2 separate regions of the Mus musculus genome follow, and region 1 is linked to region 2. The links are chromatin contacts, called in public Hi-C maps. All regions are on one chromosome and are shown on one strand. Each heading gives the region's core, a stretch centred on a gene start, on an enhancer-like site or on the middle of the called end of the contact. The rest is flanking DNA. Distances are from core to core; before and after follow the strand shown. Region 1 overlaps Etnk1 (ethanolamine kinase 1). Region 2 overlaps St8sia1 (ST8 alpha-N-acetyl-neuraminide alpha-2,8-sialyltransferase 1).

The links. A called contact is a pair of places that touch in the nucleus more often than the background predicts.
Region 1: a Hi-C map of regulatory T cells shows a contact between it and region 2, with 4 times the contacts expected there. The contact joins two enhancer-like sites. A contact is called at or near these places in 2 of 484 Hi-C or Micro-C datasets (CD4 T cells and regulatory T cells) and 2 of 115 datasets of contacts at active chromatin or transcription factors (embryonic stem cells and thymic regulatory T cells).

The regions. Positions count from the first base shown.
Region 1 is chr6:143,181,056-143,186,614 of GRCm38.p6, reverse strand. Etnk1 (ethanolamine kinase 1) reads right to left here. Exons shown (of 8, transcript NM_029250.2): 3 at 1,902-2,042; 4 at 1-123. Among named protein-coding and RNA genes, the nearest start is that of Etnk1, 17 kb to the right of the region's middle. Within about 2 kb of position 1,659, at least 5 of the 459 cell types and tissues checked have an H3K27ac peak or open chromatin away from gene starts, as enhancers often do. A contact at or near this core is called in regulatory T cells, where this site is marked.
Region 2 is chr6:142,912,007-142,917,631 of GRCm38.p6, reverse strand. It overlaps St8sia1 (ST8 alpha-N-acetyl-neuraminide alpha-2,8-sialyltransferase 1), which reads left to right. Exons shown (of 5, transcript NM_011374.2): 2 at 3,464-3,608. Among named protein-coding and RNA genes, the nearest start is that of St8sia1, 50 kb to the left of the region's middle. Within about 2 kb of position 1,996, at least 89 of the 459 cell types and tissues checked have an H3K27ac peak or open chromatin away from gene starts, as enhancers often do. A contact at or near this core is called in regulatory T cells, where this site is marked.

The sequences.
Region 1 (5,559 bases), core at 410-2,909, 270 kb before region 2:
ATATTCTTACACAACAGGTCGTTATGGCAAAGGACCACAGGTGAGCCCAGGCTTGAAAGCAGCTCTTTCATCCAAGTCATCTCCTCCTGCAGAAGCTGCGGGCTTGGGATCTCACTCAGGAACCTTTCCATTTTAAAAGAAGAGTTGTTTATCTAATTGACACTTCTTTCAAATTTAAAGTTAAAATTCTACCTCAAATGCTTTCTATTGAATAAGCACATATTCCTGAATTCAACAATAAATCAAAGTGTTCCAAAACCTGAATAAAGAAAACCTTTATAGTCAACTTAAACATAAGACAGTTAAACTGTAGAGCAGAAACTAAAAGGGACAGAATAAGCAGTGAGCAGCTGTGGTGTCCACTCTCAACACCTGATGCTAACTGCCACTCTATACAGGCGAGGGGACTGAGACACAAAGTGTATGATTTAAAGTTACAGACTGAAAATGTTTATTTTAAGCAAGGAAAGGTGAAAATGAGTTATCTTCAGAAAACCCTAGAGCACCATCTAAGATGGAGATGACACACTCAAATTAACTACTTCATCTCAACAACAAAGCTATGACTTGCCTCAGTGCAACTGAGGAGAAAGTTTCTTTTAAAAAAAAAATTATTAACATAGATTTTTTTTTATTTTTTTAAGATTTATTTATTTATTTATTTATTTATTATATGTAAGTACACTGTAGCTGTCTTCAGACGCACCAGAAGAGGGCATCAGATCTCATTACGGGGGTGCTCTTACCCACTGAGCCATCTCACCAGCCCCCTTAACATAGATTTTAAGCACGAGGGTTAATAGAAGGGTGCCTGGGAAAAAGGAGGAACCCAAAAGTATGGATGTAGGTTATCTATTTGCATAAAATTTAATAGAAAATATAATGGCACAGAATGGGCGACCTCCTCCAGCTTGCCACATGCCCTCCAGGCACGGACTGCTAGTCACTCCTTCCCAAAGAGCTGCCTGGCCTCTTGGTTCTTCATCCAAAGTCTATCAAAGTACCCTTTACCCTCCACACAAATTATCTACATGGGGAGACCACCAACAAACTCAGCTAATAACCTACAGTAGTCCGGTCCCTTTACACAGATGACACAATGGAGCTGAGCACTTGCCAAGGGGACATGACAGGGACATGGAGCTGAGGACTTGCCAAGCTGGACCCACAGTCTGCTGCTTCCCAGACCACTTACAATATTCTTTCTGTGTGTGCACATGTGCTTAAGAGATTCTGGGTGTGTGTGCATACGTGTGGGTAAGCACACTGTCAACACTTCTAAATCATGCTTGCTTCTGTTGTTCTGGAAACAGAATTCCTACACAAAGCAAAAGCCTTAACACACTTTACATAGAAACCTAATAAAATGTTCCATGTTTATACTACTAATAATATTCAAGATTTAGATTCTAAGACTAATCTAAAAAAATCCCATATAAAACATGAACCAACACTTGCAGTCTGAACTTGGTAGTCAATGTGAAAGAGCTAAGATCTCAGAAGGTAAATTTTCACCCTAATAATCTACCATTTAAATAAACACAGTAAATTAAGATGGCCTAAATTCTTACAGTCCCATCCCATACCCACACCTCTACCCCTCTAGACCTTTACGGTAATTGGTGCCGCTGTGCCCTCTGCTGGTGTTCTTTATAATTGCGTCTAAATGAATACTTGTGTCTGCAGCAACTCCCCCCCCCCTCACTGTGTAGGGACTTTCTTCAGGGTCAGGGTGGGGAGGGGACGCTTCAACAGGGCGAGGAGAAAGGAGACTGTTGCTGCAGTGTCACCTGAGAGCCACAGTCAACAACTGTTCACTTTAATACAGAGAGGAATGCACACCAGCACTATCTTTCAGTACATAGTAAGGGCAAAGCCATGCAAATACCAAAGTAATTTACCTTTTATTAATGTTTTCATCAGCAAATCCGGTGGGAATGAGAGAGAAATATTTTCCCATCTTTAGCCATAGGTTAGATTTGGGGATCCAGCCATTGTGCGCATGAATAGCATGGATTTTAGCAAGCTGACGAGCTATTAGCCTGTTTAAAAACAAAATTTTAAATTAAGGATAATTAAGTAGTCTATTTAAAAAAGATTCTCACTGTGTCACTGTTAGCCAGGTTCCTCAACTGTCTTCCACGCCTTTCTGCACCCTGTATACAACTGCACTCAGGCTCTGCTCTAGGGGTTTCCTTCTAAGCTCCATTTTGACAGTAACTCTGCCAGGTCAAGTTGGCTGCTTCCTGCAAACCTTTCCAGATTCCTCCACCTCACACAGTGGCTGCACCTCACAGCTGCTTGCTATGGCCACAGCATCCTTGACTCCTGATGCAACTACTCAGGAATTTCTGACCACGTAGCATCCCATCCTGGCCACAGTTTATCACTACTGTAACTATGATCCCAGAAGACAAACGCTATCCCCTCCCCAGCTGCAGCACTGCTAAAAACAATTTACCATCCTCCCAAATTCTGATTTAATGGGCTTGCTTGGGGTCTAGCTAATGAGTGAGAATAAGTAAAGCTTCCCCGATGACCCTAACACACAAAAATACTTGAGAACAATTCAAACTAAGACACAGAGAATCAAGTGTCACAAAGTTGTGATTAAATAAACACTTTTAAGTTTGTACAATTACTCTTGCCTGATCTTTTTGAGATCAAATACCCTAGGCTAGCCTCGGACTAAGTAGCAGAGGATGGATGACCCTGGACTTCTGATCACCTCGTGTCACCTAATTTAAGTTAGGTTTGTCAGTCGGGAAGCACTCGGAGCACTGGACAGGTCCTCTGAGCACCGTCCTAACCGAGAGGGCTCAGTGCCCAGTGTCTGCGGACCTTGCTATTTTTGAGCCCCCAAGCCTCAAATTCCTAGCCTCAAGTAATACTCCCCCCTCAGCCTTCTGAGTGGCTGGGATCAAAAGGCATACATCTAGTCATACATCTAGTTTGGTGTGAATTTAAATGTTTTGTAAATTGGGGAGAGGGGTCATAGGTACGGGTCGTGTGCCTGCCATGAATGCGTAGGCCAGAAGGTAACAACAGGAATGTCCTCGTTGATGACGTTTTGTCTGCCTTTGAGATAGTCGTCTTCTAAACCTGAAGTTCCCTACTTTTGCTCAACTGGCCAAGGAGCCCCAGGGATCCAACTGTCCCCACCTTCCTCCCCCAGAAGTGGGGTGACAGGTGTGCGCAGCATCCTGGATTTGAGTGGTTCTGGGAATGCACACTCTGGTGCTCAGCTGTGCAACAGCACTGTACCCACTGAGTCTCCTCCCAGCTACTTTACAGGGGAAAAAAAAAAAAAAAAAAAAAAAAACCTCACATACCCAAGGTTAGCCTCCTGCCTTCCACTTCCCAAGTAGAACCAACTCCACATACATAGCACACTCAGCTGAAAACTTAGAAGAGCATGCTTCCAAAAGCATATCAGAGGCAGCCACTTATCTATGACAATTGGCCAAAATAGCATTAGTAGCTTCTTAGTATCTAAGTTGTTAGAACTGCAGTCTGGCTAACATGTAAGAAGACATAAGAAAAATATTACAGAAGTTTACACACACTACTTAACACTTTCTAAACTTCCTACACATACAAGTTGATTTGAGCATCCTTAGAAAAAGGACACAGATAGTAAATTCCACTGCTGACTATGTGACACCCTGAAAACCCTGTATACAACTACACTCAGGCTCTGCTCTAGGTACATAGCCCAACATACATGGATTCTGTGTTGAAACTTGGCCTCAAACCAAAGACAGCAGCACATTATGAATGTGCAAATACTCCACGGCCAAAAATACCTAGAGCAGCATTTCCAGCCTGAAGCATTTTAGATGATAGAAATTCAGCCTGTGTTTCTGCACTGATAAACTTAATATTATTCCTATTTTTTAAATGAGGAAACCGAGGCAGCAAATTCCCATACCTCAGTGAAGATGAGCGGCCTGGCTCTATGCCCAAATGTCCACAACTCAAAAAGGTGGCAAGGCAGCTTTAATAGTATACTCTGAATGAAAGCCACGAGACGTCTAACTTACCATTTCAACATGCCTCCCCACACACACACACACACACACCATCCTGCTAGTATCAGCAAAGTGGAAACCATAAACTCCCTATGTCCAGTTTCAACTATCACGTTTGGAAAGTAAGTCTCCTGACTGCAAACTCCCGACTGACATGTCACCCACTTCAGTGTGAGGAACTGAAGACAACTCAACAGTCCTGGCGCAGAATAGAGGAGGCCGAGTGGGATCTGCATGGGGAATGAGGACATCACATCAGCGAGGATGAAGGAGTGAGTGCGGCAGAAGCTGTGTGCACTGCAGGGACTGCACTTAAGAATACCCTGATCTACTCAGCCAGGTCCACGCCAGCCAAGACTGCATTATAAGACCCTGTCTCAAAAACAAACAAAGACCAGGGTAGCACACACCTGCATCCCAGCACTCAAAGATAAAGGCAGGAGGATCGCAAGTTCCAGGTCACCCTCAGTTACAGTAAGTCTGAGGTCAGCCTGGCTCCATGAGATCCTTCCTCATTAGAAAAACAAAATTTCTATATAGTGTTTAACAGACTTTCAGCACAGGCAAATGATATGACAGGTTTCATTTCTAATTAGTTTTCACTCTAAAAATGTTAAGGTACAACCCAGGACTCCTCTCAGGAATGTTCCATGGTAAAGCTCTTCCATAGACATTATATTATCTCCCAGGCCCACTCTCGTTCTCTCGAGTGAACGATGTCTGCTAATGTCACCACACCAACCACTAAAACAAGTCCACTTAACAGTCTTTATATTCTAAAATGTTTCAACTTCTAACATAGGAGATTTTGGTATACATGGATCAAACACTAAAAAGTCTGCTGGTGTTCAAACACTTTCCTCTTGCGAGGGACACAGGGTCTCATGTAGTCCAGGCTGGCACCCAACTAGGTAGCGAAGGATGGCCTTGAACAGATCCTGCTGGGATTGCAAACTAGTTTTGTTTTGTTGGTTTTTTTTTTTTTTTGTTTTTTCGAGACAGGGTTTCTCTGTATAGCCCTGGCTGTCCTGGAACTTACTCTGTAGACAAGGCTGGCCTCCAACTCAGAAATCCGCCTGCCTCTGCCTCCAGAGTGCTGGGATTAAAGGTGTGCGCCACCACGCCCAGCGGATTGCAAACTATTATACTCAGCTGTTAAAAAGTGTCTAAGACCAGGCGTGGTACTGCACGCCTTTGATCCCAGCACTCGGGAGGCAGAGGCAGGAGGATTTCTGAGTTGGAGGCCAGCCTTGTCTACAGAGTAAGTTCCAGGACAGCCAGGGCTATACAGAGAAACCCTATCTCGAAAAGCCAAAAAAAAAAAAAAGTGTCTAAAAAGCCAGCTAAATGTTACAGCAGGTAAACTGCTTGCTGTGCAATTCTGATGGCCTGAATTTGGTTCCAGAAACCCACAGGGAAAAAGAAAACTCACACAAGCAAGTTTTCCACTAACCACAAACAATGTGCTGTGGCAAAAAACACTCAAACTCATACACTCAAACTCTCTCTGTCTCTGTCTCTTTCTCTC
Region 2 (5,625 bases), core at 747-3,246:
CCCAGATGTTTCTTGCTGTTTGCTCTTTGGAGATGGCTATCAGTACAGGTGTGGGCTATGACTCTCCGGGGCTTCACCACACACTTCCCTGATGGTGAAGGAAGCTAAGTCTCTTTCTGGGTGACTGTTGCCTGCTGCTTTTAATTTTGAAAAAAAGTAATTGTGTATGCGTGAGAGAGATGGAAAACCAAAAAAAGTGAGGCAGAGTGAGAGGAAGGAAACCCTGGCGAGCCTGGGCAGGTCGGGGGCAGGCTGAAGTAGGTTCCATTACTTCTCTTCCTTCAGCCTTGCTCTTGAGGCAAGGCCTCCTTGCGACTGCCCAGCATGCTTCAGGATAGCTGACCTATCCTCTTCCATCACCTGACTCTGTCTTTGCATCCCATTCCATAGTGGGAGGATCAAGACCACAAATGTATGCTGCCATATCCAGCACCCCTCCCCTCTCCATGTCAACCCTGGGTTCCAGGTATCAAACCATGCCATAAGGCCTACATAGCAAGCACATTTACCCTTGAGCCTTCCTGGCCTTGTTTTCCATCTCTGCATCTTTTGGGGACAAGTTTCTGTTTGGTTCCTGGCTATGACATTATTGGTTTTCCGACTATTGAGCTGGAAGAGTTCCTTATAAAACTTGCCTTAACTTACTAGACACATTCTTGGTGCTCCCTGTGTCTCTCTGACTCTGTCTCCCTGTTTCTCTGTCTCCCTGTTTCTCTGTCTCCCTGTTTCTCTGTCTGTCTGTCTGTCTCTCTGTGTAAGTTGCTTTTCCATTTTCTTGTTTGTTCCTTTTTTTTGTGCAGAGCCCTGAAGATTGCTGTGGTTTCGTTGGTTAATCTGTGGTTGTAGCTTAAGCTTGTTTGCCCTTTCCTTATGTTTTCTGAAGGCAGATCTTGCTTTCTTAATTTTTGAGTCTACTTTCACATCTGAAGAGCCTACCACAATGTTACCTAAGAATTAAAAACAAAACAAACCCTTCATTACACATCCTATGATGACATTCCAGCCGATGCACCTAATGGCTCCGCTTTGTTTTTATTCTTGTGTAGCCCAGGGTGGCTGTAAATTTCTTATTCTCCTGCCTCAGCCACCCAGTGCTGGAAGTACAGAGTGTCCCTGGTTCAACTGCTGCTTTCGAAGTTGTTGCCGTGGTCTCTGTAGGTGGCGAGCTGGGTTAGGCCCCTCCGGTCTGAGGCATGTGCGTGGGCATCTTCTCTTTGTGCGCCCTTAGCACCTCATAGGTCAGCAGGACAGGTGGGTGTGGAGGATTTGTGGAGAGAGAGAGAAAATGTTGGAGAGGCGCCTGCACTGAAGAGAGCAACAAGATTGCAAATTTGCAATGTTTCTGGAAACATTTGTCCTCGAGGAACACCTGCTATCCTGCTATTTTTTTTTTTCGTCTAATTCTGCTTTCTCCCCTTAAAGGAATAAGAAGTCATTCATTAGCCTATCAAACTCGTGTAACTATTGGCTTAGACACTGGTTTCATTGTCTGTGACTTCATAAAAATGTGCCTGGATTTTTTTTTCCCTGTGTGGTTGTTTTTGTTTTGGGTTTTGTTTTTGCTTTTTATAATTCAGAGAGGAAACACACATGAACGTGATTTGTAAGCTGTCAGGTGCCAGGCAGAAGGCAGTGCTGTCACTCGACATTGGCAAGGTTTCCTTTGTGATTCTTTATACTGAGTTAAAGTGGAGTCCAGGTGAGAGCTTCAGTCCGGATGCAAGGGTCTGGTGAAAGCCGGAAAGACTTGAGAGAGAGCCCCATCCAGCCATGGTGTTGGTTGTGTGAGCTGAGACAGACTGTGGGGAGAGAATCATAAGGCTGCCCAGCTCCATGGTATGGTGGGAACCGAGTGGAAGCCCTGTCCAGAAGGCGTGTGCTGTCTGGCAGGCACTGGGCCCATTTGTGCAAAAGATTCCTTAGGTAAAGAAAGGGGAAGTGGGTTGGTATGGCTCTGAGCAATTGGCAAACAGAGAGGAAACAGCCTAGACATGGTCGCAGAGGTCTGCATGTGTGTTCTTCCTGTGGCCCAGGCATGTCTTTAAACCACAGGTGGTGCATTTTTGTAGATGCAAATGGAATTTAATGACACTCACAATAATTTTCGTTGCTCAAAGAACAAAAGAAAATGAGATATCACCAGACCCGTGACAGGAAACCCAAACTCAGTGCATTCTCCCTAAAGTTTACATTCACGCGGGTGGGACGTCTCTCTGTATTAAGAGATTGTTTTTTATCATGTAGCTTACTAGAGTGCTCTTTTGACAAAATATAGGGATAACTTGTGAGCTGAGCATGGTTGTGAATAGTCCTTAGCATTCAGTAGTCAGGAGGGTGATGAACTTAAGACCAGCCTGGTATACACAAAGAGAGCCTGATGATAATGGCAATGATGTCGATGGTGGTGGGTGGGACAGGAAAGGGAAGAACAGTCTATGATCAATGGAATGCTGGTATAGTTGCAAAATATGGCATTAACATCTTTGATGTGGGGGATGGTAGGGGGTAAGACTTTTATCCCCTGCCCTCTTCCCATTGAAACTAGTGTGAAGGGGAGGCCAGCCAAGATAACCTAGCATGTCTAATGAGATGTTAGTTACTCTCCTCTGGCAACTCACGGTCACACCAGCAGTGTGCTTTAGTAGGTGCTTCCTGGTGCACTCGAGGTGTGCCATCGTGTCTGCAGTTTGTCTTCCCAAGTGCCAGCTCATTTCCTCATTAAAGCTCAGCGCCTGATGGGTTTACCCATAGAGCAGTAACAAGGCCAGTAGTTGAGGAACCAACAGGAGTCTACAGGGTAGAACATTCAGGGCAGGCAATCCTGAGCGAGGGCGCTATTTCGAACACGGAGGGTGAACAGCCAAGGCAGAGGTCAGAGTGTTCAACTGTCAGTTTCCACAGAGGCTTACGTTAAAGGAGTGCTGAAGACAGTTTGCCTCGCCATTGTCTTAGACCATAGTGTTCCTTTCACGCCTGCTTCTATTCAGAGGGGCTGCTGAGGTCCTCTCTGTAATCGAGCCCTTAGTTTCTGGCATATTAGTTTGGACCACGCCATTTCATTCGCCTGTAGCATTCGTCCACACTGTTTTTAACCACCCGATAGTTACAGCCTGACGGCAGGTGTGTTTCTGCTGCCACAAAAGCCTAGTTGCCCTTCAGAGCCAGCTCAAGTCTTTCCAGGACCCAGATGGCTGGACTAATCCATGCATCTCCAAGGGTCATGCATATGTTTTGCCTCTGAACATATTTCAGACACACCTGAGAGCTAGAATGTTTTCCTGAAATATTTTTAAGTGAAATATTACTCAGTGACTGGGAGTGGGAGTCACTCAGAGTGTGATCTGCTCTGTGGAGTCTGCAGAGTGAGCTGGCACTGGGGTGAGGCCGCACATTCCTGTGCGGATGACAAATGAGTGACCCGGCTGCTCACTTAACCTGCCGTTCTCGTCTTTTTCTCTCCTAGGAGACAAATGGAAGACTGCTGTGACCCTGCCCATCTCTTTGCTATGACTAAGATGAACTCCCCCATGGGGAAGAGCCTGTGGTACGATGGGGAGCTCTTATACTCGTTCACCATCGATAATTCCACGTACTCCCTCTTCCCCCAGGTGAGTGGAGTCTGTTGCATTGTGATATGATTCACTCTGTTTCTCACGACTGATAGGATGGGGGTTACACGGCTCTGCTAGCCCACTGGGCTCTCCTCTCCCATCTTCTTTCCTCATCTTAATCTTGCATACCTTTTTCTCGTGTCTTTCCATGTTTCCTGCTTTGAGGCAAGGGTGGAAGTAAAATATTAGCAAGAAGGACCGTATAGATCCTCAGCTATCTGTCACTTAGACCGCAATAGGATGAGAGTAAGGCAAAGGCTGGTCAGGCCATGCTGGCATCCTCGTGTTCTGATGGCAGTGGTGAAGATTTCAGATGCTGGAATGTTTTCTTAGGACTGACGCTGCCACTGGGGAATGGGGACCCTGTGGCTTCCCAGGATCCTAGCTTGCTGTCCTTGTGGCTTGATTCTTGCTATGGGGTGGAGGACTCTTGGATACGGAGAGAAAGGATTCAGTCTGAGCACCTTGGAAGTGCTCTAAGCCAGTCTGCTTCCTCAGGGTTTTCCTGCTTGGCTTTCTGAACACTGTAGTAACACAATTTTTATTAACTAGTTTGAAAAAGACAAGTTTTATTTTAGAGACCTGTTGGCGGAGGGTGGGGAGATCTTTGGTAAACAGCCATTAGGGAGAAGCTAAGAAACGAATTTTGGTCTTCCCAAGTCTTTTGGGTAACCTTAGATTGGCCAAATGGTTGCCTTGAAAGAGGATCAATGGTCAGTCAGGGTTAGATAGTAGGACTGAGCTTCAAGTAACCTGAAACGCATAAGTAACAAGCACAGCCCTAAAAAAGAGGGCCTGTACATTTGTCCCATTAGATCCAGAGTCACGGCCTCTGCAAAGTGAGCCCATACTGCTGAGCATATACCCAAAGGCTTCTAAGTGAGCACACCACAGAGATACCTGCATAGGTACATTGTTTCTGCATTGCTCACAGTAACTGAAATAGAGCCAGCCTTCATGTCTGTCAGCAGAGGAATGGGTAAAGACGCTGTGGTCCGTGTGTGAAGAAAAATGAAATCATGTCATTAGTGAGAAAATGAACAGAACCGGAGATCGTCATGTTAAGTGAAATAGAACAAACTCAGAAAGTAGATATTACACGTTTTCTCTCTTGCAGAATTGTAGCATGAGCACGCACATGAGTGTGTGTGTGTATCGTGTCTGTGTGTATGTCTGTCTGTGTGTGTCTCTCTGTGTGTGTCTCTCTGTGTGTGTCTGCATGTTTCTGTATGTGTATGTGTCTGTCTGTGTGTATGTGTCTCTGTGTTTGTCTGTGTGTATGTATGTCTGCGTGTTTGTCTCTGTCTGTGTGTGTCTATCTCTGTGTGTCTGTGCATGTGCCTATGTTTGTCTCTGTGTGTATCTGTGTGTGTCTCTCTCTGTGTCTCTCTGTGTGTGTCTGGTTGTGTCTGTCTGTGCGCACGTGTGTGTGTGTGTGTGTGTGTGTGTATGTGCAGCACATGAGCATATGAGAGTGAGGAAGGACCTAGAGGATATGGGGAAGGACAGAAAAGGATGGTGGGGTGTATGTGACATGAAAGCAGAGAGAAGAGATATTTAGGGGACAGAGAGGGATGGGAAGAGGGAAGGAGGGGGGATGGGGAAGTAATTGCACAGTATAATTGCATAGATTTAGAAGGTATGCTGCTTAAAGAGCAGGGCAGGAGGGAACCAACAGTAAATAGGAGGTTGGAAAGAGGGAGAACAACTCTTGCTCTTGGAGAGGACCTGCGTTTACACTTACTAGGTGGCTCACAATGCCCATAACTCCAGTTCCCATGGATCTGACTCCCTTTCTGACCTCCGTGGGCACCAGGCATGCATGTAGCTCACATGCACATTTGCTGGCAAACACTGATATAAATAGGATGAAGCAAATAGAAATTAGGAAATATAGATTGGGCAGCTGGCTTGGTGGCAAGAGCACTTATTCTATACGTGTGAGGACCTGAGTTTAACTCCCCAGTGTCTATGTATAAACTGGGCATGGCTGCATGCACCTGTAACCCCTGCA